2 separate regions of the Danio rerio genome follow, and region 2 is linked to region 1. A link is a contact called in public Micro-C data. All regions are on one chromosome and are shown on one strand. The core of a region is the stretch at or near the end of the contact, and the rest is flanking DNA. Distances in the headings are between cores, read along the strand shown. Region 1 overlaps trioa (trio Rho guanine nucleotide exchange factor a). Region 2 overlaps trioa (trio Rho guanine nucleotide exchange factor a).

Evidence for each region. A called contact is a pair of places that touch in the nucleus more often than the background predicts.
Region 2: a Micro-C map of caudal fin shows a contact between it and region 1, with 2.8 times the contacts expected there. The contact joins two enhancer-like sites. A contact is called at or near these places in 3 of 18 Hi-C or Micro-C datasets (caudal fin, hematopoietic stem cells and an unstated tissue).

The regions. Positions count from the first base shown.
Region 1 is chr19:44,698,681-44,701,237 of GRCz12tu, reverse strand. trioa (trio Rho guanine nucleotide exchange factor a) reads left to right here. Exons shown (of 57, transcript NM_001104526.1): 18 at 612-761; 19 at 835-949; 20 at 2,538-2,557. Among named protein-coding and RNA genes, the nearest start is that of trioa, 90 kb to the left of the region's middle. Within about 2 kb of position 1,272, at least 3 of the 62 cell types and tissues checked have an H3K27ac peak or open chromatin away from gene starts, as enhancers often do.
Region 2 is chr19:44,770,680-44,773,236 of GRCz12tu, reverse strand. The region is part of intron 1 of trioa (trio Rho guanine nucleotide exchange factor a); the gene reads left to right. Among named protein-coding and RNA genes, the nearest start is that of trioa, 18 kb to the left of the region's middle. Within about 2 kb of position 1,281, at least 13 of the 62 cell types and tissues checked have an H3K27ac peak or open chromatin away from gene starts, as enhancers often do.

The DNA.
Region 1 (2,557 bases), core at 23-2,522:
AAAGGGGAGGATGGGAAATCAGGGAGAGGACAAGTAATAATAATAATAATAATAATAATAATAATAATAATAATAACAATAATAATAATAATAAATAATAATAATAGTAGTAAGTAGTAAGTAGAAGGGGAAAGAGAGGAAAAGAGAAAATAAACTAATAATAATAAACAAAAATTAATAAAATAATTAATTAATAAATAATTAATAATTAAACTGCCTATTATATTTATATACACTAGGGGTGTCCAAACTTGGTCCTGGAGGGACGGTGTCCTGCATAGTTTAGTTCCAACTTCCTTCAACACACCTCCTTGGAAGTTTCTTGTATACCTAGAAAGAGCTTGATTAGCTTGTTCAGGTGTGTTTAATTAGGGTTGGAACTAAAATATGCAGGACACCGACCCTCCAGGACCAAGTTTGAACACCCCTCATATACACAGTGTATACTTTTGCCAGAGTTAAATTTTCATAGAAGCAGTTTACTTTTGATCTCCTGATTCAATCTCCAAACAGAGTGTTTTGGTCACTAACTCATTCTTCTATTGGGCTTTAAGTATGTTAGAATCTTGAAACGGGTCTCTTGAAAGCTGACGTGTGTGTGTGTGCTGTAGGTTTGCAGTGTTCTGGAGAGTCTGGAGCAGGAGTACAAGCGTGAGGAGGACTGGTGCGGAGGAGCTGACAAACTGGGACCCAACTGTGAATCGGACCACGTCACACCCATGATCAGCAAACACCTGGAGCAGAAAGAGGCTTTCCTCAAGGTAACCCATCCAAAGCCAGAACACACACCGTCTGTTGTGACCGTGTGGGCTAATATGTCCGTCTCTGTTTCAGGCCTGCACGTTGGCCAGGCGTAATGCAGACGTCTTCCTCAAATACATGCACAGGAACAGCGTCAGCATGCCCGGGATGTTGAGTCACGTCAAAGCTCCAGAGCAGCAGGTCAAAAGTGAGTCACGGACCACAACTCTACATCTCAAGAGACACCTGACTATATATATATATAAATATACATATAAATTGGGGATAAAAAATATACAGCAGGGCTAATAATTCTGACTTCAACTCTATAATAAACACAGAGCTCCTTGAATGTCCAAGTAGTATTTAACGTCCTGTTCCTCATCTCAAAGCACAAGTCTGCATCTGCTGCCGCTTCGCATGTTCTGCTCTTATTTACCAGTCCTCTCCTCTGCTGAGAACACAGTCTGTCGTCCCCCGTGGGGCTTTCATGATGGTTCGCTCTAAAATGGCTTTGTTGCTCCATCTAGTGGCTGATCTGTGCTCTGCGTCCTCATGACTTTCAGCTCTGGCCCACTTTTGCCTGCTTTAGCCCAGTTTAGGATGTGTGCGCATTGTGGATGGGGCTCTGTTCTGTTCAGCTTGTGCCGACAATGACTCAGATATGGAAAGTGTAAATGGGTCAGGCCTCGAAAATGGCTGATAGTAGTTCTCCATTGGGATGCTATACCTTCATGCTACACACACACACACACACACACACAGATGTATGTTACATCTATGGAGGTTTTATTTAATAATCATTATAATAATGGTGATGATTGGGTTTTTGTACCATTAAAGTAATAATTAATAAATGTATAGCTTTGTAGTAATTTTTATTTTATATTTAAATAATGTTTAAAATGTCATGATCTTGTAAGATATAATTTTTTTTATTCAATTTATTATTATTATTATTATTAATGTTATTATTATCTGCCATAAAAGTATGTATAATTTATTATAAAATATTTTGTTTTCATTATTTTATTATATATATATATATATATATATATATATATATATATATATATATATATATATATATATATATATATATATATATTTATTTATATATATATATATATATATATATATATATGTATAATTATAATTATTTATAATTAAATAAAATTTAATTAATTATTTATTAATTATAAAATTTATAATTTTATTTATCTGAATAAATGAATAATTAATTAATTAAAATGAATAATTTTATTATATATTAGCATTTTTATCAGGGATTATTGTTTATTTTTATTTATTAAAAGAGATGACTAAGTAATTCGTTTCTTACATCACTGCAGATCAGGCAAAAGTCAGCAGTTAATAGTCTAAATAGTATTTAAGTCAGTATTTAATATATCTTGCCTTCAGAGCCATTAAAACTTGATAGATAGATAGATAGATAGATAGATAGATAGATAGATAGATAGATAGATAGATAGATAGATAGATAGATAGATAGATAGATAGATAGATAGATAGATAGATAGATAGATAGACGGATGGATGGATGGATGGATGGATGGATGGATGGATGGATGGATAGATAGATAGATAGATAGATAGATAGATACAGAGACATCTGATTAATTCATTAACAATCTGCATTTTTTAAGTTTTTTACTTATGTATTTTTAATAATACACAATAATTAAGATATTAATAATAAGGTATTTTCGTATGTTTGTCTAGAGTAGATCTCTGCTGACCATGGCTAAGGTTCATATCATATGTGATGTTTGTAGATATCCTGAATGAGCTGCTG
Region 2 (2,557 bases), core at 32-2,531, 72 kb before region 1:
AGGGGTGAGAAGGCTGTGCGATGTATTTGAGGACCGGGAGGGAGACTTGGGATGTCTGTTGAATGACCTCCCGCCCTACTCATAATTCTCTCTTCATATAGCCGCATGCCTTTTACATATCCATAAAACACTGTGATATAACAGGGCTCAAATCGTATTGCTTTCTTACTACAATCGATCCAGAGTTCGTTTCACTCCGAGCCGAGACCACCTCATATAAGAAATCTCGGAGCAATTATTTTGATCCGAGCGCCATTGCTGGATTCAAATATGCCAAACGAACCGCGCTAACTGGGCAAACAAGACAGGTTCCTAAACAAAAGGCTAGGTGTGAAAGCACCTAAGACAAATTCAGAAATTCAGATTTAACAACAATTATGACCTTAAATATTTATAAATAATAAAATCTAATAGAATGTTTTAAAGATAAAAGTTATAATAATATCTATAATAATATGTGGTTATTAATAGCCTAGTGGTTGAAGCGCTGACATATGGTGCAGAGGCACTTCAGGGCGTCCCGAGTTCGAATCCCGGCTTGAGGACATTTCCCAAAACCCATTTGATTCATCTATAAAAGAGTTGACTCAGAGTGGTTCAAATGAATCGTGAGTAACAAATATTTAGCCGTGTTGACGTGATGTCGATACAAAACTCAAGCCCCACCCATTTACTGGGTCATCGAACCAATCAGCAGGTTAGCATCACGCTAAGGAGGGGTTTGGGAACAAATAAATGGCTGAGCGGATTATATGGGAGTCGTTTTCGATAATTTGGTAAAATAAATGCAGATTATAAGACAAGAAAAGTGTTTTTGACCTTCCATGCATATCAGACTGTTGTTGGAGACCCACAAAACATGACCTTTTAAATAGGGGCTCTTTAAACCAAGCTTTAAAAAAAACATGGTTTACTGCAAATGTTTCTTGAATGAGGATGTCACCTTTCACTTTAATTTATGAAAAAGAGCAGCATGGACATTCTGATATAAATAACTTCCTCCCCAGAGGAAAGGTTTAGAAAGACAGAAGTGTGAATAATTGATGACAGTGTGTATTTTTAATGACCCGCTCCTTCAAAATGCTGTAAATATTCTTTGGAAGGTTTCATGCTTTCATCAGGGCACGTGATCTGATGTGCACAGTAGCAGCAGTGGAAAAACAAACCTTCCAGTGGGATGTATGAAGGGGGAAAAAAGAGACGGGGAGGGAATGAGCAGAATGACCGAGAGAAAGGTGTTCATTTGTACAGCGAGCGGCGCTGAGACTCCACAGGGAAAGATTGCAGGAAACTGCTGAAATGACATCATCTCTCCATCTCTCAGCTGTGTGTGGGAGAGATCGGCCATATTTCATGCTCCATTAGCAGCTCTGGGATAGAGTGATGGTAGGAGTGGAATTAAAGACAGCATGTCTCAACTGAACCATCCATGCCCATGTGATGCTTGATGCTTTACTAGCGAGTCTTTGAGCATTTGTCCTGCTCTGGAAATTATATTCTTACACTTGAGGATTTCTTTCAGAATTATGTAGGCGAGCTTCACTAATGCCCTCCGATTCTTTTTACAATTTACATTTTTAGATTAGTATCATTTTAATATCTATAGTAAAAACTAGAGGTGTGATCCACTGGTCTCATGGTTCAGTTTGGTTATGATTATCATGCCATCTATTCGGTTCAATTCGATATCACGGTGCATTGACGATTCTTTCCATACACAGTTTTATTTTATATTTGAGGGGTTTCAATTTATATTTCACAAACACACACACACACACACACACACACACACACACACACACACACACACACACACACACACACACACACACACACACACACACACACACATAGACAGCACCAAACAAGCGAGACACAGCATCATTCTCTCATTCACACACATAAACACACACACACACACACACACACTTGCTTGCTTGCTTGCTCGGGAGCAATATTGTTAGATTGCCCGCTCCTGTTCAAATTACACCAGAGTTACCGACCGCTCCCACGCTTTATTCGAAAGTTTATTCCCGCGCCGCAAGAAATCTGGTCGGGCCCTGTGGCTCTCACTTTACAGCCGCAGGAATGCGGAGAGGAGTGGAAAAGTCACGCCAGCAGGTCAAATGGGCCACAGTGAGAGAGAGAAAGAATGAGAGAGAGTGAAATAGAGTTTACTTTCAATCACAGTGAAACAATTATGTTCAGAAATAAGTTGAAATGAAAGAGAAATAAATAAAATAGAATAAAAATATAAAACAATCTGTGCTTTAAGCTGCTTAAAGTCCTTCAGTCAAGAGCAGTGAGGGATTTTCTCCTTTTGTTTTTTGATGAATGATAAAACAGGCGGCAGCAGGGTTATTCCGCACTGTCACTTTAATGGTTTCTATTCTCACTTTTGATTCTCAACTCATTTGTTTATTACACAAATGAGGGTTAATATGAATAATCACTAAACACCGCGTTTTAACACCTATTTGACCATTAAAGCGCTCTCGTTAAGATGACTTCAGATGTGTGCGCTCTGCTTGTTTCAGTTTGTGAATGAGGCCGAATA